Linked DNA regions of Anser cygnoides: region 2 is linked to region 1. Evidence: chromatin contacts called from public Hi-C data. All regions are on one chromosome and are shown on one strand. The core of a region is the stretch at or near the end of the contact, and the rest is flanking DNA. Distances in the headings are between cores, read along the strand shown.

What was found. A called contact is a pair of places that touch in the nucleus more often than the background predicts.
Region 2: a contact with region 1 is called in a Hi-C map of liver, with 4 times the contacts expected there. The contact joins the enhancer-like site here to the promoter of JAK2 in region 1. A contact is called at or near these places in 3 of 7 Hi-C or Micro-C datasets (blood and liver).

What each region holds. Positions count from the first base shown.
Region 1 is chrZ:83,792,080-83,797,518 of Taihu_goose_T2T_genome, reverse strand. JAK2 (Janus kinase 2) reads right to left here and starts at 2,083. Exons shown (of 25, transcript XM_066987657.1): 1 at 1,940-2,083. It overlaps LOC125180455 (a long non-coding RNA gene), which reads left to right and starts at 2,222. Exons shown (of 2, transcript XR_007159019.2): 1 at 2,222-2,462; 2 at 2,614-3,265.
Region 2 is chrZ:83,841,541-83,846,979 of Taihu_goose_T2T_genome, reverse strand. The region is part of intron 3 of JAK2 (Janus kinase 2); the gene reads right to left. Among named protein-coding and RNA genes, the nearest start is that of JAK2, 49 kb to the right of the region's middle. Within about 2 kb of position 2,984, at least 1 of the 3 cell types and tissues checked has open chromatin away from gene starts, as enhancers often do. A contact at or near this core is called in liver, where this site is marked.

The DNA of each region.
Region 1 (5,439 bases), core at 834-3,333:
ATTTTAGTTGATGCATGAGTAATTATTTTACCCTGCTTTTCAATGAAAGTTTCGTAACTTCTGATAGTAGCTCCCTTTTAGGTACAAGTTACACGATTTAACTCACGCATTTGTTTAATGTTAGTATATATGTGAATCTTGTTTATTTCCCCTCTTGAGGTTCTTTCAGCCAAGATAGTCGAACATTTCCTGTTACTGCATACATTTTCTCCAAGCTTTTTGTTTACTGTAAGTCATACAGGAAAAATGCCCCAGAACTGAGATAAAGAGACCAATGTCAAAAGTTACAACCCTGTTCAGTAACTGCTGCTCCTACAACTTCAGCAAGAGGATGCCACTGCTAGTACAAGATGGCAGTGACATTCACTTCAGTCATACTCCCGGTCACGCACAACACCAGCTCCGCACAGTTTAGAAATGGTTATTCTATTAGCCCAATCACCACTCCTAACAGTTACACGTGAGAAGCAGTAGTCTCCTTTCATTTTCCATTCTGCAGTTCTAGTCAATCCGATTCCAGTCAACAAGGATGTTGAGCCATTTTCCACCTTCTGTAAACTTCTTGCTCATTAAAATTTCCCCTCCAGAAGCAAACACTACTTCCCTGTGTTGTTGTCATCAACATTTATGAAAACGAAAGAGCTCTTGTAAATGGTTCAGACTAAAGGCTTCTCAAGAAAGCACGCCTGCCGCCACTACCACTTCACACTGTAATACTACAGTTACTGAATACAATATTATTTATTCACACCTCTGAAGTCACTGGGGACTCACTGTCTTCAAAGCAGAGGACAGTAGGAAAAAGGTAGCTATCACTGAGTCTTCAAACTACCATGTCATCGACTCTAGTCAGGGAACAAAACCAGGCACCTCTGAAGAACATCACTACCGTGTTACCCCCGTATCAGTTACGGGAAAGAGTGAGCAGGGCAAGGAAAAAAAATTAACCCACATAATCAGTCCAAGCTACCACTCCACACCGTGAACATAACCTCTCTACAATCTCCTGTCAATATTGATTTTCTATAAAACACACAATTCAGAAATACTTCTCTCACCTGAACTGAATTAGTCAACATTAACTGTATTAATGCTGGCTAACGTCAGAAACAACGGAGAGCTAGATGTTAAACTGGGAAGCTGTACGGGGCTAAGATGTCAGAAACACTGGCTATTAACCAGCTAGTCCTACCTGCAAAATCGCATTTGAGACTTTAAGCAGCCTTCCCGGTTATGTTTCCCTCTGGCAAGCGACTAGAAAGAATAGCCTACGTCCCTCTGAACACAAGGATTTTACGGAAAACCAAAGCAAGGTGTTGTTTTCTCCCCTGACATAGAGAGTTGGGAAAGGAAATTTGAAGACAGAGCCAATTAGGCTGACACTAGACACACACAAAAAAAAGGAGGGAGAAGTTTTACGCGCAGTTTTTTACTTCGTAGTAACAGCAATAATAGTCATTCATCTCGTGGAAGTTAATGAAGTTCACCAACAAGCGAGCATTTCCGCGCCCGGCTGCCAGCGCAGCGCAGCGCAGGCACGCCGCGGGAGCACCCCTCCGCTGCCGCCTCCCCGCCGCAGGCAGGCAGCTCCCCGCCGCGCCGCGCCGCAGCCCCGCGCCCCCGAGGCAGCGCTCCGGCCGCCCAGCGCCGCTCCGACAAGGTGCGGCGGCCGGCCGGGGACGGCGGCGGCGGACTGCCCGCTCCCTGCGCCGCACGGCCGCCCGCCCCGCAGCCCGGGGCCGCTCCCGCCGCCCAAGAGGCGAGGCCCGCCGTGCCCCCCGCCGCGCTCCCGCCGCAGGTACGGCCTACCCGCCGCCGCCCCGGCCCCGGCCCCGGTCCCGGTCCCGGCCCCGGCCCCGGTCCCGGCGGCGCCGTCCAACCGCCCGCCAACCGCCCCCTCCGCCGAGGCCAGCGGACCACCGCCGCCGGCCCCACTCACCCGGCGGGGGCTCGGCGGGGCGGAGCGGCGCACGCAGGCGGCTTGCCCCTCAGCGCCCGCTCGCTCTCCATGCACGGCGCCGGGGGAGGCGGCGGCGGTCGGCGGCGTGGTGCCGAGCCGAGCCGCGCCGCGCTCTGCCCGCAGCCTCCTCGCGGCCGCCCCGCCTCCCTCCCCCCCCTCTTCCCTTCCCTCACCCCCCTCCCAGCAACGGGCGGGGGCCGGGCCGCGGGGCTCCCGCCGCCTGCGTCATCACGCAGCTGCTAGGCGACGGGGCGGGGCCGCCGCCGGCCGTTACTCGCCCCGCGGGGGGGGGCGGGTTGCCCCGTGGCCGTTGGGCGGCCGTTGGGCGGCGGGTGTCGGGCTCCGCCTGGGGAGCGGGGCGGGGTGCGGGGGTAGCCGCGGGGAAGGGTCCCCCCGCTCCCGTGCTGTTCCTCCGGGGAGCGGAAGGCTCTCGTCTCTCTCAGGTTTCCGTTTTCCGTCGCCAACCGGAGCCGCTGTGAGGTGAAAAGTGAAAGAAAGCGAGGTAAAGAGCCGCGGACCCCGCCGCCGGGCTGACCTCGCCTTGGCCAGGCGTAGTAAACAGCAGCTCCCTTGGCAGCCGTGTGTGTTAGCGGGGCAAGGGGAGAGTGCGCCTTTTTTTCAGGCGATGTTTGTATCTGCTATTTCTGTCCTAGGTCTGGGCTTATTGCACAACCCTTAACTTTGAAAAAGTACGCTTTTCTGTAACTTGTGTGATGACTGTGCTCCTTGTTTTCTTGCCCGTGCCAAGTAAACCTGCTTCAATTAAAACTCTGAAATAGGTGAGCTAGGTTGTCTGTTGGAACAAGCAGAAAGAGAAGGAGCTTGACTGCTAACCTGAAGAGATAGCGAGATAAGGAAAAACGCCAGTATCAGAGGACTCAATCTACAAAAAAGCACCATGAAGTCTTTTCCCAGGAGACAATCGAGAGAAGGACTGGGAAGAACTAAAAAGACAATTGGATCTGACATAGATTATGACTGAAAACCACCAACAGATGCATGCGCAACTCTGACCAATTCCAAAGCAGACTGTTACCTGTCTGCTAACAGAATTTGGTACTGTTAAAGAAAAAAATGTTCTTTAAGGCAAACTTATCACTGCCATCTCCACAGTGACATGTTTTTAACTCTTTAAGCAGAAGAAAAGTGTCGCCTGTGTCATATGACATCATCTTATGGAAATCTAGGGCAATTCAGAATTAGAATTTAACTCAGCGTGTACATTGCTTTGCATATTTGGCTTCCTTGAATATGCAGTTTAAAGGACACTCAGTGATTTTGAAATAAAATCTATTATTTCTTATATCTGTCTAGTCCCCTATCTCACTGGAAGTCTCTTTGGTACTACATCCTCTAATAATTTGCCTTTCTTTTTTAATGCCTTTCTCTCTTTCCAGGCTGTCATGTTGAAAATTCACACAAGCACCTACTCCTGTGACACTGAAAAATTCTGACAAATTGCAAAATAAAATAGTTCTAATTCATCCAGAGTATAATTGCCACTGGTATCCAGACCGCTTAAAAGATCAGGAGAGTAGTGTAGTATGTTGGTTGTGCATCAGTGCATATCCAAGACTCTGCTCATCAAGATCTCTGTGGACGGAACACTGCAAGTGCAAATAATTTTACAAAAGTGGATGGGAATTCCTTAAATTATTGTTTGTAAAGCTTCCACATTTTAACAGTGTCAGGTATGGTTGGACCTTGAGAATCTGCCAAACTCTTGACTGATAAGAGAACACTGTCAGTTGATAGAGATTACAGAAGTCCTGTCTACATTATGACTCCCAACACTAGTTTACCTAGCAATACCAGACATTTTTGCTTGTTTGTGTTCCATTATATTTAATCACAATATAGCATATTCTGCTGTGAAATGTCTTGTTTTTTTCACTAGGCTGTTCAGGGTTGTTCATTATTTTCAACAGTGTTCCTGCTACTATGTTCATTTTTAGCAAGTCCTTTCAAAGGCATCTGCACTGAAAACAGAATTTCGGATTTGCATCTTACTCTCATTAAAGCATTCCCCTTTCCTTTTGTCTTTGCTAAATGACCATATACACTTCACATACATTTGCATATTAACATGGGTACAATGGTGTCAGCCTGTGACGCATGGCAACTTACTCTTTTTAAGAGTGAACTATGATACAGCTTCATCCTGTTTACACCTGTCATTCTACATTTCCATGCTAAATCAAACACAAATATGTGTAAGCTGTACTAACAGGCATAACCACAACATTCTAAATTAAACAGGTATGTAAAACACTCAGAGACAGAAACTTCCTAAACGTCCTCAAATAATGGACAAAAGTAACACTAGTTACATATGAACCATTAAGTTACAACTGTTTTAACAATTTCCCTTCAGAGTTAGTCTGTTTGTTAAAGCAAGTTACAATTCTTGCCACCTTTGCAGAAGACTTGGTTTTACTTCCTTGATACTTCTGTGTTCCAAATTCTGAAGTTCAAATGCAGACAAGGAAATAGATTTTGTTTCATTCTCATGTTCAAACAGCTAAAAATGATAGAAGCAGTTTCATTGTAATTATCGCAAACATTCTGCTAGTTGTGGTTAGCTTTGTCATTTTCCGCTGAAATTAAATTCAAAGTCTGTTCTTTATTCAGGAGGTTTTGGGGAATTATTTGCAAAACTTTCATGACTTAGAACAAGACTAGAGAAGTTAGTTGCTTGTTTAAGTAATTTCTATGAAGTCAGAGTGCCTGTATGTCACTTTTTCTTCTACTTTTGGAATCTTTCAGGATGTAAAGTGCTTAACGGTAAATACATACATTTTTAATGGTTTTCCTTCCCCTGTTCTGGTAGGCCCAGCATTTGAGAGAAACAAATTCTGTTTAGAAACGTGCTCTTTCTTTAAATATCAGTCACAAAGAGCACTTCAAAGAAGTTTTTTCAGTATTTTTAGTCATTCTCAGAAAGCTATTTTTTTGAGCGATATGAGCAAATACCCCGTTGCTGAAGGAAAAATAAAATAAAAAAGAGGAAGAAGCACATGTAAATACGGTCTTGAATTCCTGAAAAATAGATAAATAAAATTCCTGAAAAATAGATAAATAAATAAATAAATAAATAGAAAGAAAAAAAGAAAACACCACAACTTTAATTCATCCACTTTGAAAATAAAGACTAAGAGAAAAGCCATCTCTTGGTTTTGATACTCTCAGTTTACACCTGATTTTGTCCCATTTTAGACACGGTTGGCCCTCCTGGCTGCCAGGGCATGCTGCTGACTCACATTCAACTTGCCATTGACCAGAACCCACAGGTCCCTTTCTGTGGGGCTGCTTTCCAGCCTCTTTTTCACCAGTCTGTGACTGCCAGGGTTGCCCAGTCCCAGGTTCAGAATCTGGCACTTGCTCTTGTTGAACTTCATACTGCTGGTGATTGTCCAGCTCTCTAATTTGCCAAGATCTCTCTGCAAGGCCTCCCTACCCATGACAGAGTCAACAGCTCC
Region 2 (5,439 bases), core at 1,735-4,234, 49 kb before region 1:
AGTGTTGTTATCCCATCAACAAAATGTTTTCTGAATAGTTAATCAATCAAAGAACTTGTTTCCTTTCTTGCCAGAAATAGAAGAATGAGGGTGATGAGGCAGTGGCACAGGTTGCCCAAAGAAGCTGTGGATGCCCCATCCCTGGAGGTGTTCAAGGCCAGGTTCGATGGGGCTTTGGGCAACCTGGTCTGGTGGAAGGTGTCCCTGTCCATGGCAGGTGGGTTGGAACTGGGTGATCTTTAAAGTCTCTTCCAACCCAAGCCATTCTGTGATTGTAAGAATCATCTGGAGTTTCAACTACTGTATTTTCTCACTATATTTAAAAAAAAAAAAAAAGTGTTGGGAAAGGCTACCTAAAAAACACAACCAATGGGCAGATATGGTCAATGATAACTTTAAGGTATGTGAAAACATAGTGCTCTCAGCTTCCTTGTTTTCCTCTATGGCCATATGAATTCTGGAAATTTAATATGTTAAGGGTAAATCTGCTTAAAATTTTCCACCTACTAATAAGGAATATCCTCTGAACAATACAAGCAAAGAAAATACCATTACCTAAGGAGGTAAGACAGATCACCACGATCATCCCATCACAAATACAAGTAGCTTCCTTGAAAACATTTGATTACAGATACTGTCAGTGTTTAGTCACACTAAATGTTTTGTAATGTTGTGTTTTTACTTTGATAAGGTTAAAAATTCTCTGCTATCTTATAGCTTTCTTCCCTTACAAACTGTGGTTGCCTACCAGAACCATGGAGCTTCCAATCAATTTGCAAATCAGATGGAAACAACTAAAAGGCTCCTGGGTGGAAGTTCAAGACAACTACATAAAACACACAGAAGCCAACAAACTCAAAGTCTTTTGGTAACTGCTAGCTGTCTGTAACCCAGCAACCCAGTCATGACTGTCTAATTGGTTCCCTCTTGGGATTTTAGATGCATTAAGAAGTTAAAACTTTGGGGTTTAATGATCCTAACAGAAGGGGAAAAAATAAATCAGAAAAAAGCCCTATCAGGAAGATGATAAAGTGAGATATGCCCTATAGAAACTGAGGGTTCATATACATTGGGGAAACAAGACACAGCAGAAATGCAGTAAGCTGAACAAAAAATTACGTTCCTTGGCTGATTTTGCCAAAACATTTTTTAGTACACTATATAAAAATTACAGTTACATTCCAAAGGTCCTATCTCTGCATACTTCACTAGTAATTTATTATTATTAAGATTTTAGGAACAAAGATGTATTTGGCTAATGCTAAAGCAATGCTTTGCTTATAGTTGTAACTATTAAGCTATTTAAACTGTGATTTACAAACTTACTTGCCTACTGTAACATAAATATCCTCACTTTTTAACTTTAATTCAGTAACCACACAACTTGGATTATATGCACGTAATACACGCATTTTTTTACTCATACAATTCAGCTGATGGAATGAGTCAACAAAATGTTAGTTTAAAATTTAAAAGAAAACTATTTTCCCATGAAATACTGATCTTGTGTATAATGTATCATCCTGGTTAATTACAGTGTACAGTCCATAGACTTTTGGAATTATTTTATCTGATAATAAAAAATCTAAAATCCATTTACAAGGAACTGGGTACTATCTTATTGAAAATCACAATTATTAAGTAATTTTGCCAACATAGTATACAAAGCATCCCTATTTCCATATAAAAATAAATACTTCCATGATTCATATTTGAAGACTTCAGATGGTCCCAGCAGTCTGTATCTGATCTACCTGTACCACAAAAACATCAGTCCAATGATAGCTTCAACTACATCTTCCAATCTCTAAAGACAGATTTCTAGGTTTTTAACTTACATTTTGAGTAAAACAAACTATAAATGAAGTTTATAATTGTTCTTTAAACCACTCTTCTGTACAATGTCACATTGAGCTTTCCTTAATGCTGTCTCACAACATCTCTGGTGCTTTCTTCTGAACCATTACTACTTGTGTTTGTACAGTCTTGAATACTTGACTTTTTTTTTTTTTTTAATAAAATGAATATAAATACACTAAAACAAATTAAAAGTAACTTCCTTTTAGATTGATTTGGAGGAAAGGAGAAAGTGAAAGGGTATAAAATGACTTATGAAAACAAGTCTCGGATACTGAATCTAGAAAATGAATCTAATACAACAATGCTATAACCTCTAGAACAATTTGTCTGTCACGTTTTGGGCTGGGACAGAGTTGATTTTTTTTCATACGGCTCACACAACGCTATCTATTGGATTTTTGAAGAAAGGAGTGGTGATAACACACTAATATTTTGTCACAGAGCAATGCTTACACAGAGTCTTTCCTGCTTCCCATGCTGCCCTGCCTGTGAGGAGCATGGAGGTGCAGCAGGAGCTGGGAGGGGACACAGCCAGGACAGCTGGCCCCAGCTGACCAGAGGGTTAGTCCATACCATCTTACTGGACAACATAAGCCAGGATAAAGAAAGAAGAAGGGGCGGTCGATGGGAGTGATGGTGTCTGTCTTCCCAAGAGATTGTTACACGTGATGAGCCCGGCTTTCCTGTCAGTGGTTGGACACCTGCCTGCTGATGGGAAGTACCAAATGAATTCCTTGTTTTGCTTTGCTTGCACGTGCAGCTTCTGTTTTGCCTAGTCAACTGTCTGTATCTCAACCCAGGAGTTCTCACACTTTTACATCTCCGTTTCTCTTCCCCATCCCACCTGGGGAGGGTGAGCAAGCAGCTGTGTGGTGTTTAGCTGCCTCAGGGTTAAACCACAACACTGTCTCATTCTATTTCTACAGTCAGTTACTTCCTCTAATATTTTTTTTCTCAGGCTGAGGTCTGAGGCTTGTTTTTGGTGTGACATTTATAGCTCTTCAACATGGCAGACAACAAACATACTGGTACAGCTGATCCCTGAAAATGACTAATCAATTTAAACTTAAATTCAAGACACTTAATTATTCTTGCATTTCTGGTTAGAAAACTTAATTCTCAGTTTCATATTCTGACAGTATTTCATGTAAAAATCTGAACAACCTCTGAGAAGTACCTTATTTATTATATTTTTCCCAAAATGAAAAGTTTTTTTTGAATACAGCAAGGAAAGACTTAGCTTCTACATGCATGGCTCAAACTGGCAAGCAACTACAGAACAATATTTATGCAGACTAATATTTATATAGCCAATACATGCCACATACAACAGATCTAAAGCCAAGTCAGCAGAGATTGGAAAACCTTCAATTGTTTGAACTGTGTAAAAGGTACATAACCAGGTTGTCTCTCTGCTGTGTTTGCCTAAATCCAATCCTGCTTGTCACAAGTAACAGCCATACTTTGATGTAACCAGCTCAGCTGTCAAGAGATCTAGCAATTGCTCAAATCACGGAGAAAGTTCATTAACATTTACCAAGTTTATTGTATTTCAGACATTCCTACTACCTACCTAAACCATTCACATTTTTATGAAGTATACTGATTCACAGAAAATTCCTGAAAGAAGAGTCTTGCCAACATAAGCACTGTTGGAGTACATATGCTTTGCAGACCTACGTGTTCTGCCTTACAAGCATAAAAGCTCCTAGAAAAAAGAGAAAATAACAAGAAATGGTGGGTTGTGATTTAAGTACTAATGACTATTATGAAAGAGAACAAAAACCTACAGCCATCCTTTTCCAGCAACTCAGAAGGAAAAGTTACAAATTCCTCTGATAAAAAAAGGTTGTGTAATAATACCATAGCAGCAGCCAGGCAGAAACCACTCTTCAGAAGACTTTCTCGGCCTCAACTCTACAAGGATAAAGCCTCAACATGATAAAACATTTTCATTTATAGAAATGAGTACAAAAGCACTACCAATGCAATTTACAACCTCTGGTGAATAATGATGGAACAATAGATAAAAAGTTAAGAAATGCTTAGTAAGGAGTACTACTCATACAAGATTATTTTTAAAAGAGTCAACTATAAAAGGATACATCTAGGAGCTAGGAACCATTCCTACAAAACAGGAGCAAGTACCCCAAAATGCTAGAAGACTTTAGAAAGTTTGATGAGGTCTGAGAAATCTTCCTGAATTACCGGGAATTAGTTTTTATGTTTGTGATATGAGTGAGAAGAATATTGCACATTGCCTGGTCTGAACATTTTACTGGGAAATTGGAGATGGTGTGGGAGACAGACAAAAATGAAAACACTTAATACATTTAAGCTAAGGAAATCTACCAAAAAGCTTTAGCAAAAAGAAGATCTAAGGTAATTTGATGATGGTAATATAAGTATCTCCCGATATAGGTATTGGTGACAGGGAAAGACTGAAAAAAACACAACTAGAACAAATATCTGAAAATTAAGCAAGGAAAATTCAAACCTGAGAAAAAGGAAGAAAAAAACTGTGCAGACCAGCAATAACAGTAAAAACTGCTAGTCAAACTACCAAGGTAATTACTATTCCAGTGAATTCAGACTAGGTTGGGAGCTTTTCTGGAAGGTGAGAGTTTTAATTAACTCGTTCATCAGAAAAGTTAGAAAGATTTGTGATTTTTCTTTTTATTCCCCTAAGACAAAACAACAACACACCATCGCAGGATAAAAAGCACAGGAAGCAAGGTACCTGATGTCATGGATGTTGATGCAGTATATTCCTTCAAGACCATGGTATTTTGAACATACTAAGTTTGATAGATATAAGACCTCATTGATTTAATATCCTGGCAAGTTAGTACATGAACATCAAAGTTAAAGAAGCATTTTTTCTCACAAGTATCTAGCAAAATTGTTCTCCAGTTCACTCCCTTAGCAATGCCTCATCACTACACCAGTATTTATTTTCACAAAAATATTTAACTAGCTAATGTAAAATCAATACCATTCTAACACTCAAAAAGTGAAGAACCTTCACACACACACACGCAGCACCAGCCTTACATACTTTTAGATGCTGTACATGAGGGTCTGACATGCAACAGAGGCAAAACTGAAGCCCAAAAAGTGTTGTCATCAATGCCAAGCAATGTATTCTTACTACAGAACTCACGACAGTGGGGAAGTCTCTGAGGGCATGTTTTCCGAAGTGGGGAGACAATACTTTTTTTTTTTTTTTTTCCTTCTAGTGGAGGAAAGATACTATAGCAGCTTGGGGAAACACTGAAAGATACCTGGAAGATATTGATCCAAGATACCATCAAAACGATACTTCAGTTTCCAGAACACTCTCAGGTCTATCTGTCATTAAAGCAACAGAATCTCACACTGCTACTAAAACTTTGCAAATCTTTAAATACCATACTACCTCATCATGGGTGTCCCAAAATGAATCCCAGTCAATGCTTCTGCCAAACTCATTAAAATGTGCCTATCTGCACAAAGCTCTTGGGCTTATAAAGATATCACAAGAACAACAACTGTACCGACTCAGCTCTTAGTTCGACTCCATCACGCCTAAACAATTCC